Regions from separate parts of the Sus scrofa genome. Here region 2 is linked to region 1. Evidence: chromatin contacts called from public Hi-C data. All regions are on one chromosome and are shown on one strand. The core of a region is the stretch at or near the end of the contact, and the rest is flanking DNA. Distances in the headings are between cores, read along the strand shown. Region 1 overlaps LPP (lipoma-preferred partner). Region 2 overlaps LPP (lipoma-preferred partner).

The links. Hi-C and Micro-C count contacts between places; a contact is called where the count stands out from the background.
Region 2: a Hi-C map of embryonic fibroblasts shows a contact between it and region 1, with 1.4 times the contacts expected there. The contact joins two enhancer-like sites. A contact is called at or near these places in 2 of 47 Hi-C or Micro-C datasets (embryonic fibroblasts and epiblast stem cells) and 2 of 2 datasets of contacts at active chromatin or transcription factors (alveolar macrophages and skeletal muscle).

The regions. Positions count from the first base shown.
Region 1 is chr13:125,890,748-125,896,274 of Sscrofa11.1, forward strand. All of the region lies in intron 2 of LPP (lipoma-preferred partner), which reads left to right. Among named protein-coding and RNA genes, the nearest start is that of LPP, 110 kb to the left of the region's middle. Within about 2 kb of position 1,339, at least 33 of the 83 cell types and tissues checked have an H3K27ac peak or open chromatin away from gene starts, as enhancers often do. A contact at or near this core is called in embryonic fibroblasts, where this site is marked.
Region 2 is chr13:126,026,268-126,032,049 of Sscrofa11.1, forward strand. All of the region lies in intron 3 of LPP (lipoma-preferred partner), which reads left to right. Among named protein-coding and RNA genes, the nearest start is that of LPP, 250 kb to the left of the region's middle. Within about 2 kb of position 2,659, at least 5 of the 83 cell types and tissues checked have an H3K27ac peak or open chromatin away from gene starts, as enhancers often do. A contact at or near this core is called in embryonic fibroblasts, where this site is marked.

The DNA of each region.
Region 1 (5,527 bases), core at 89-2,588:
TAGATTGTTATGTTCATACCTGAAGATCACCTGGAGACCTGCTGTAAACTTATCAGTGACACAGGGAGGGCAGAAGGTTCTGTTTGTTGCCACTGGGGAAGGCTTCACTGAGGGTGTGGTGTTGAAAGGTCTTGAAAGATAGCTAGAACTTCAATAAACAAGGAAGAGAGACGTGCTTTCAAGACAAAGGGAATGGGGAAGACAGAAAGCGGGGAGTGGCAGGCTGCGTGTGGAAGGTATGTGAAGGTGAAGCATTGATGTCAAATCATAGAGGTGATAGATGCCCCCCATCATGTGTTTGGGGCTTTTCCCCCCTGTTAGCAGTAGGGAGAGTTATGTGTTTTAGAAAGAGCTGTGATAGGATTTCTGTGGTGTGTGTGTGTTTGTATTTCGTTTTACTTTTACTTTTTAACTTTCTGAGCCTTTTTAGGAACTGTGAGGCAACCTTAGCTCTGGGAAGTGTTCACTACCTGTCTCTCTGTCTTGCCTTTCCTTTTCTGGCCTGGCTTGGTGCCTTGTCAGGCTTCTGATAATGAAGTGTGTCAGGGCTGGCTCCTGGGAGCCATGCGAGCAGACCCTGGGCTCCTTCTCCAAGGTTCCGGGTCCTTTATCCTCCTCCTTTCCTCTTCCTCCTCCTCTTTCTCTATCACCACCCCCAGCAGCAGCAGCAGCTCTCCCCTCCCTAAAATAAATAAACCAGTCGCTCCAAGAGGTTCCAAGCACATTAGTCACATATCCCAGAAGTTTAATACAGAATTATTTTGACAGCGAGAACAAGAAGTGTTTTCTAGTTGAACGCACAGAACTTGCTTCTTCCAACTGGGCTTTCTGCCGCAGAGACAGATGATATGTTTTTTAGATGGAATCGGCTGCGCAGGAGACTGCGTCGCTTCCCTTGGAAACATGACAAACTGCTCACTACCAAAAGTGGTCCGGGAAATTATGGGGGTGGGGGAAGAGAAGAGAGAGAGAGATCACATCCTTGTTGAGAATATAACTTTCTCCCTAATAACTTCAGTCAGCCACTTAGAGCTTCTATGTGTTTATTTATTTATTTGGCTGCCCCTGGAGCTGTGAAGTCCTTTTTAAATCCTGGGCTTATGGGTGTTCTAAAAGATGAGGACAGCTCGAGTTATTGCAATGCGGGTGGCTCTCCAAGCATTCCAGTTGAATAGCTCTTCCAGAAATATTTCTTGACTCACTAATTTAGCACTTTCTGTTGCTGTTACTAAGCAGATTGAAGAGTCTTCCCTGTGATTTCACCAGACTACTCTAGGGTTGACGTGTATCCGATTATTCCTATCTGGCCCATGGAGAGATGGAGGAATGCAAAGCTGAAGTCCACTGGCGCCCAAGAGGGCCTTTTCCCTGTCTTGCCAGAGCGCTGTCTGAAGAGTCAGGGAAAAGAAGAAAAGTGTGTGTTTCTTTCCCAGCTTTGCTCTTCTCCTTTAGCGCCCCACCTCCAAGTTCTTCCTGGGTGGTTAACCTGGGCAGGAAGACCCAGAGCTGAGCATGGAGGAGAGACATTAAGGAAGTTCCAGACCTGGGATACCCATTCGTTCTGGCTCCCATTATCCTTCCCCTCTTGATTCTCAAATCTTTCTAGAGTTACAGCCTTATTGGGGGTTGGGGGTAGCGAGCTGACCTCTCTAATTGCAATGCATGCTCTCTGGAGCTCTTTTAACTTTCTCTGATTGTATCTCATTAGCCCCTCATTCCAAGGCCTTCGTCCAAGAAATGTCTTTGTGGTCCAGACATTGACTGGCTGTATGACCTTGGTCAGTAGACTCATTGGGCCTTGGTCTTTTCAGAAACTTTTTGTTTATGGAATTCTTTCTTAAACCCCTTGTGAATTGTCATCTGAAACCCCAGTACAGGTTTCCCTGCTATCTGAAAGTGAGAGTGTTCCTATGACACATTTTGTGAGCTGAAAAGGAGTCAAGTGCAGAAGCAACTGCAAACTCTGAATGCTATTTTTGCTTTTTGCCATTTTTTTTTTTTTTTGTAAGAACGAATATCCTCTTTGGCTTTCTTTTGGTCAATGAAACAGATACTAATGTAAGCCTTTTCATAAAAGCAAAGTGGTGTAAAGAAAATTTTTGAAAGGTAAATGATACCTTTAAAATAATCAAAGTATAATTATATGGTGGCACTGTTATGTCATTAAATGGTTAAATAGGCTTCCATCTAGGGCTGAGTTATGGTCCTAAATTCTGTGCCTCTGTGGAACCCACTTTGAAAGCCACTGTATTGGAGGTGCTTCAAGCTTCTGTAAGCTTTCTGCCTCTCTGGACATCTCTTAAGGTTGAGAAAGTGGCACCTGTACCGATGAGGAAGATGGGCCCAGAGGGAGACTTGGCCCTTCTGGTTTCCCTACACTGGCTGTGAAATTCCATGTGATGAAGGCCTTTTAGCCTGCTCACTTTCAGTGATTGTTCTCAGGGGTTTGTCAGCTCCTAGGCCTCCATCCACACCTGGGCCTGGTCACGTGCCTGGTCAGCACCTCCTTATTATTCATTATATAGTATTGAGTGGTCATCTCAGTAATTTCTTCCCAGAGCCTCTGTCTCAGGAACATTTATGAGAGGAGTAACATTGTATTCAAACCCCTCTTTTTCTTTTTAAAGAGCTGAGTTTACTTTTTATAAGAAAAGTATTCCTCCACTGATACTTATACAGTACCTGCATTTGTATGACACTCAATTATTCCCCAAAGAAGTTTCTGACCTTTATGATATACTTTACATTTTCTCATTGCAAAACAATTTCTAAAGAGCTTTTTCTTTCTTTCTTTCTTTCTTTCTTTTTTTTTTTTTTTTTGTCTTTTGTCTTTTTTCAGGGCTGTACCCGCAGCATGTGGAGGTTTTCGAGGCTAGGGGTCAAATCGGAGCTACAGCTGCCGGCCTATATACCACAGCCACAGCAATCCCAGAACCTTAACCCACTGAGTGAGGCCAGGGATCGAACCCACAACCTCATGGTTCCTAGTCGGATTCGTTTCCAATGTGCCACAATGAAAACTCCCAAAAGAGCTTTTTCCAGCTAAGATTCCACCATAACTCTGAGGCAAAGGAGACTCAATGAGATAATCCATATATAATCAGAGTTAGGCTTGTAGTTTATAGTTAGGTTGAGAAGAATTGTAGGGATGTGAACTTTAGACTCCCTAAAGTTCATTGCACCAAACCATTCCTTCTCCTTGTAGCAGGAATTATGAGTGAATTTGCTACTAACAGCTACTGTCTATGAAGTGCTTATTTATGTGTCAAACACTGCTAGGCAGGCACTTTGTAAAAAGCTCATTTAATCTCTTCACCTGTGGTATAAGTAGAAATGATCATGTCCAGTTTGCAGATGAGTCACTGGGATATTGAGAGGACAAGGAACTTGCTCAGGGTGCTGCCTCGCAGAATCAGTGGATCTTGCACTCTAACAAGGAACACTTGCCTCCAGAGGCCTTTCAAATAGAGGCTGTGATCTCTGCCCATCCTTGGTCCTCACTAAGGAGACAAGATATGTTCTCTTGAAAATGGCAAAGCTAGTTTGTGGTGACCATGTGCTACAGTGAGTGCAGCTCATTGTTATGGGTTAACGGTGGCCTTTTCCCCTCTCTTCTCTTGGAGGCCATGACATCTTGTTTATTTGTTTGTTTTGCTTTTTAGGGCCTCACCCGCAGCATATGGAGGTTCCCAGGCTAGGGGTCCAATTGGAGCTATAGCTGCTGGCCTACACCACAGCCACGCAACGTAGGATCTGAGCCGTGTCTGCAACCTACATCACAGCTCATGGCAACACCAGATCTTTAACCCACTGAGTGAGGCCAGGGATTGAATCCACAACCTCATGGTTCCTAGTCTGATTCGTTTCCACTGTGCCACAATGGGAACTCTGGAGGCCATAACATTTTCACCTTGTCCCTTCTACTTTCATTTTAGATTTTATGTGCTCCTCATTGAAATTACGGATCCTGTGCCATTGGGCAAGTTATTTCTATTCCTAGGGCCTTGGTTTCTCCCTCACTCAAATTAGCTCTTCTTTCCTACTCCCATCTTTTTGTCTTTCTAAGTTTACATGTCTGGGGAATGTGCTTATTGAATTCCCTTTGTATAAGTTCTTTCAAAAATATTGTTGGGAATTATAGATGCTTGGTAAATTCTTGTTTTAAATTGAAATGATAATTGCAGGTTACTCCTGTTTTCAAAGAGATTTTCTGCTTCTGAAATGCAATTTGTGAAGTTTGAAAGTCAGACACTGCATGAAGAGATAACTAAGTCATATCAAGACAGATGAATGCCTAATACATGTTCTGATTGGTTTGTTGGTGGTGTCTTTCTTTTACAGTGTCTCAGTTTTGTCTTTCTAACGCTTGCGTTTGAACTATCCTTTACCTAACATACCTGTGAACGAGTATATGCCCACACACACACTCACACACATTTTTTGAGAAAAAAAAATGCTCTTGTATTTGTTAAACTTGTCACTTTCCCCACAGAATCTGGTTAGCAGACCTTCGGGTGAACAAAAGAAAAATCTTTTTTTCTGGTCCAAGTTCAGGGTGTGAATCAATTCTCCCTGCCTTTTGCATTTTAGTAAATGTTTCCTAGATGGATTCTTCGGATTTCCAGTAAAGACAAACAGCTCAGAAACCAGATTGCATTCATACCCAAGGCCTGAGTTCTGTGACCCAGGCATTGGAGCTCAGTCCATATATGGCCAAAAGAGAAGCAGGGAGAGGGAGTGGAAGAAGAATACCAGACATCAAATGCATTCCTAGGAAGTGTGCGTTCGCAACTGACAAAACAGGATCCTTATTGGTTTCCATCTTCTGTAGAAAATGACCTGTGACGTTTTCAGAAAGAAGCGGATGTTCCAAGCATCTGCCATGGGAAACAGTTTTATTTTCCCTTTTCTTTTTGGTCACATGTAGGTTTAATTTGGAGTCGGTATTCAAGTCAGTGCTACCAAGGAATAAGGACTAAGAAATTATTCTTGGAGTCAGCACATGTGGGTTCTCAGCCCAATACGGCTGCCATCCAGCTGTGAAACTCTCTCTGGCCTATTTCTCTCAATGTCAGAGTGGCCGGGCTGAATCTGATGATCTCTGGGATCTCTACTATTTCTGTTTTCTTTGGTTCTAATTCTGCCTGAGATTTTCCAGTTCTTGTAGAATTCCCCACAGAAAGTAGTTTCTAATTCTTCCAAATACTTTCTGTGGTTTGTACTTAAAAGACAAAATAAAAACCCTGGTCTTGAATTTTTCTTTGTGATTTTCTTAAATATATCTTGGACACATTAGCTTTCACTTGGCAGATAACTTCTTACTGAGGGTGGAAATGATTGCATTTACCACATCTTCATGGTCTTACTTCTCTGCTTGTCCCTCTTGTTTTTGGAGAAGAAATCTGGGTAGGCCCAACACAGAGCTGTAGGAACAGGTGTGAATTTGGCAAATGCAGCCTTGTGATGGCATTATTAGTTTTCTGCTTCTCTTAGAAATTTTTTTTCTATGTGGGAGCAGTGAGTCGGT
Region 2 (5,782 bases), core at 1,409-3,908, 140 kb after region 1:
AAAGTGATTCCTATACGTCATTACCAAGAAGACATTATTTCAGAGAGTCTTTGGAAAATCACTTGACATATCCATTAATTCTGGTGAATTATGTCATCTTGCTTAGCTTGTTAGATGTCATTGATGGTTTTATTGATATTAAAATGAGATTAAAATTACATTTAAGTTTACTGATATTTTTGTTATTAATATGTTCATATATTATCATGTCCTGTGGTGTATTAAGTGCTTCCTCTGTAAAAATTATTTACTGAGAAAGAAATCTCCAAGTTATATGATGTGTATCTTGAAATGTCACCATTTGAAGTGTCATACATACCCACCCAATGTGGTTCCTGGTAGACTGAATTTGCATTTTCATATCTCACCCTCTGCCTTACTTCAGTTCCCCTACTAGGCCCAATTCAGATTTATCTCATACCATTTTTATTAAACAGGGCTCTATAACAGATGGGAAAAGAGTAAAAACACATTCCAGCCCTTAAACAGTTTTTATTTTCATTAGAAACCTGACAAATGAAAATGATAATGTAACTAAAAATATAAAGCTATAAATTCTGTTTGTGAAGTGGCTTTATGTTCAACTTCTCAGATGGTTTAATTGAAGTTTCTTGGGGCCAGGACCAGATCAGAAGGTTAAAAGAGGGGAGGTATTGGGGTGGCAGGATGTAGATTAACCTCAGGTAGATCTGAGTTCAAGTTTTGATTTTACCCTTTACTTCTCTAGGAATTTGGCCTTACTAGTTTAAGTGGCTACCTAAGCTCTTTCAATTTGTTCTTACATTAAAATAGAGGTACATATATCTCTAAGAGTTGTTTTTAAAATTAAGCAAATAAATTGGCAGAGTGTCTGTCACAAGATAATGGTCAAATTGATGGAAGCTGCCATCTTTATTGTTGCTATTATTATTATTAAAATTAAAGTGTGAATATTAACCCTAGGAGTAATAATTCATAGTTTTTTCATCCATAGATTTTTAATCATAATTGTCCAAATATAACTATGGTTGGCCAATTTTGAAAACACCTTGGTTTTATCCTTTTTTATTCTATGATAATGCTTTGCTAATTGACACTTTAGGATTATCTTGTTTTATTCCTGTTAAATTATACTATGTTGATAGGTCCTTTTTCTGAATGCAAAACACCTTTCTCGGAGAGAAACGTTACTTGAACTATATCAATATAGAAGAAGAAAGGATTCATTTTTATGGTATCTCTTTAAGAAGGAGGGTTTTGTTTTTTGTTTTTTGTTTTTTGTTTTTTTTTTTTTTGTTTTGTTTTTGGCTTTTTAGGGCCTCAACTGAGTCACATGGACATTACCAGGCTAGGGGTTGGATTGGAGCTGCAGCTACTTTCCTACGCCACAGCTCATGGCAACGCCAGATCCTTAACCCACTGAGTGAGGCCAGGGAGGGAACCCTAGTCCTCATGGATGCTAGTTGGGTTTGTTACTGCTGAGCCATGATGGGAGCTCCCAAAGAAGGAGCATTTTTTTTTATTGAATTAGTATTATAGATAATAATGTAAGTGAACATTATGTAATGAAAACTATAAAGTAAACCAGTGATTTTTATTAATTTAAAAAGTCTTTTTTGTTTTCCAGATTATCAAATGAGGCAGAGAGATTTTAGAGATGTTAGTAATTATATCATTACAGGAAAATAATTAATTGATTTGCTAGGAATTTTATCTTGGGTCCTATTCATCTCTGGGATTCATATTTGAAATTTAGCCAGTCTCTTAAAATTGTGTTTACTCTTGGTCTATGTGTATAACTTTTTCAGGGAGAGGGTCCATATGTCATCAGATCCTCAAAGAGATGCTTAACTCCACTCATTAAGAAAGATAACCTCCCCTGTTTTAGAGGTCACCAGTCTCCCAAGCCATTTATATCAATGTTGGTTAAATGAAAGCCAGCTTTCCCTTTTCCTCTTGCCATATTAGGAGGTAGAGTCTAAAAAGAGAACTGAGAATTTGGTGGTGATGGAAGTGGGGGTTCTAATAATTACATTAAAAAATGCAATGACTGTACAATATAACATGTAGACACAATTATATCACAATATATGGTTTTGATAACATGTTCATATTTGTTTGCACATCTCCTCTGGGCAGTGCATTTATAAGGTGAGGCATAGAGATGGATAAGGCATGGGTTCTTTCCTCTGAGAGGGAGGCCACACAGATATTCATTCACATTTGATTATTGAGGCGATGGAAGTTCTGTGATGAAACTGCTTGTACCCGGTTCTACAGGTACAAAGCAATCAAGGAGATTCCTGAGTCCTTTATACTATAATATGCTTTCTATTGCCTGGCATGTAATTATTACCCATACATTTTTACTTATTCCTCTTATATGTGAATTTAAAATGTCATATTTGTTCTGCTTCCATTAATGCAGTTTTGAATGATGATTCATCAGTGCAGTGGCCTATTTTAGTGAACCACAATAGCTTGGGTAGAAAGAAAAAAAAAAAGATTCAACATACTCAGGAATGGAAAGCAGCCATCTTTTTATAGCTAAAATTGCAAACATCTGGCAATTACTCTATTCTACCTCCCTTCAAAAAAAGAAGAATCGTCCGTTCAACTGTGGAGCCTGCCACTGTGTTTAATCAAGGCAGCTATGCAAGCCTCAAGGAGCGATAGGTTTTGATTCAAGGAGGCCATTGCCTAACCCAGTTGGCCAGACTCTCTTTGGAAAATACACCATTTAATACTGCCCATATGCTACTGTGTTATGTAATGATAATAATGGTAATATGGCAATTAATGGCTGTAGAAAATCCGTATTTGCTTTCCTGCCCTAGCTCATTTGTGGTGTCTTTTATGATAGCTTTTATGTTTTTGCAACTTAACTGTTCAGGTCAAGTTTGCCTCTCTCCATCCTCTGGAGCTTTTCGTATTCCTGAGTCGAAGGTTCAGCTATATCAATGCAAGTCATACTTACTGATTTGATTTTTATTATAAACTGGTCTAGTAAAACGTTGAGGGAACAAATTCATTTCTTTTGAAAGCCTGACAGTGATCTTATAGTCAAAAAACAATCCACTGTGCCTATGATTCCCTCATACCCCACCCTTTTTTCTTATTATGATAATTGCTTGTGAAACTAGTTCTTCCCTCCCTGGCAAAAGTCAGCTCTGCTGGCAGGGGAAGTGAGAATGACGGGTGGTTTGCAATAAGGGCTGAGAGTCAGAACTTCTGCATTTTTCTCTTGGGGCCAATGCCAGCTTTCACTCTGGCCATGACCAATGTACTCACCTTTCTATTCCCCATTTACCTTTCTCTTCCTCTGAGCCACTGAAGGGGATAGGTGGACTTTTCCCTTCCCAGGTTCTGCCAACCTTGCTGTCACTGTTTGCGTTTGGCTCTAGGGTATCTTGGTCAATGATCATTATGTGAAGGGATGGAAAAGATGTAGTTTAAAAAAAAAAAAGTTTCAATGGCATGGCAATTTTCAAAAACAACCTCAAGTACTAAAAATAGGATGTTTTCTGGTGTTATAGTGTTAGCATTTTATGGTACTTGGAAATCATAGGCATGCAGTGGGGGCCATGAGCTTATTATACCCTTGCTTTTTATGCCTTTGGTAGAACTATGTTCAATACCAAAGCCACTGCCTTAGCTTTGATATTATAATTTTACTAAGCTGTCTCTCCTGCCAGTCTTCCCAAAATCCCACTGAATTTTGCAAACATTTCATTAACTTAACTGCAACTTTACAAAAGTTGAGATTGTGATTGGGGGGGGGGGTTCTGTTTAAAAACATATATAAAGGGAAGAAAAGAAGCAAGAACTCCTAATAACCTAAAATGCATATCTTAGTACAACTATTCCATAGAGACCTTGATGGAATAATGGTCTCTGGAATCTCAAAATGTGTGTCTCCCTTTCTCTGTCTGTATCCAGTAAATTACTGATAGTTCTAGCTTTTCTCCCTCATGAGCACATCTTAGAACTTGGACTTGTTATAGGCAATATTGTTGCCCAGTGCTTTTCTCCTTGATGACCTTCCTAAAGTGGAAGAGCCTGTGCCACTTTATGGCTGTGTTGTACTCTTACTTAAGGGCTTAAAAATCCACAAACTTTTTAGAACACAACCTGTGCTATATTGCAGAGGACTTTAAATGTCTCAGTAGTTCTCTACCTTCACGACATGCAAGAATCACCTGGGGAACTTTAAAAAAATGCTGAGACTTGGCCTTCACTCTCAGATAATTCTAATATAATTGGTCTAGGATAGGCACCTTTTCTTTTTTAAAAACATTTTCCAAGTCTTAGAACCACTGAGACAGTCCAATCTCTCCTCTGATACTTGAGTTCCTATCACGTCTAACAAGATGTTTTTCATGCTTTTCTTGAATATTTTTAGTGTGTGAAACTGAAACTGCCCTTTCTGTCTTTGGACAGTTCTGAGTTTTTGGAAAGTTTGTCTTTATTTTGATTAGAAATCTGCTCTCATAAAATGTGGACATATTTTTTAATCTTAGGAATTTATAATCTTTAGCCATGGAGTTTAGTTAGTACTTAAAGTTTTAAAAATGTGCCCTCAGGGAGGAAAAATCTGTAACAATCTGATCACATCGCTTGAATGGTAACCAGTTGTCATTAAATAGGACCTCTTCCTTAACCACTTTTGAGTTAGGAGTCTCTGGAAAGGAATGGTGAAGAACAAACAGAAAAACAAATTAAACAAATGTTTTTTCTAGGGAGGCATCATCAGAGTTACCTTGCCAACTAGCCAATTTGACCTCAAGAGCAGGAACTCTTCGCTGGTCACCATTCAATTCATGGTGTCTAACGTGGTTGAGGTGCAAATGAGGCATTCAATGACTACTTACTGAATAAATGATAAGTATGACATTTATTGAGGTGGCTCAAATTAAATATACAAACACTGATAGTTTTAAGCATAACAGCAGGTTAGAAAATACAGTGGGAGAAGGTCCCTTTTGCAGGGGAATAAAGCTAAAATGCCCAAATGCACACATTTAATAAGAGATATGAAACATATGTTCACACAATGAAAAAACAAACAAAATATAACCCTCAACTCTCTGGAAAAACATAAGTCTTGGTAGCAGTGTCCCTGGTATAGATCTGTCCTCTCAGGCAGCCATTAGATTGCTTTGGCTTTAACATATGGTGGAGGTGGGAATATGTTTTATTTGTAGGGTCACTTGTATTTCTTTTGGATTAAAAGATATTTTACTATATTCAGGTGAAACCTGCTGCACCCCAGGTCTACCTCTGGTCCTAGTTCTGCCCTTGAAGATTGCAAAGGAAAGTCCTCCTCCCTATTATTTCCATTGTAGGGTTCTAAAGCTTTTAATTATTTTATTCAGCCTATCCTGGAAAGCCTGGTTTATCAGGGCCCAGAACTAAACTTAATGCTGTTGAGTGCAGATAGAGAATGGCAAAATTCTCTAAAAGAATTACTTTTCCTAAGCAAAGGTGTAAGTACCAAGAACTGCCTTTCAGCACAGTTTCTTAGGCTTACTGATAGGACTAGTCTATGTGGTATATTATAGTTGACTTTTAAAAAAATCACATATAGTTTTGATAAATAGAATAGAATAAAAAGTCTTGGTGGAGAAGGGTGTGGTAAGGTCAACAAATAACTTTAGATCTTTCTTGAGATTAGATTAAGTAGCTTGATTAGGGCAAATATGACATAGCTGAATAAATGAGTTGGAGTTCTTGGAACCTAGGCAAGTCTAAATTTTGAGGAAACAAATTAGAAAAGTTAGAGTTTAGAATGAGTAATAGTAAA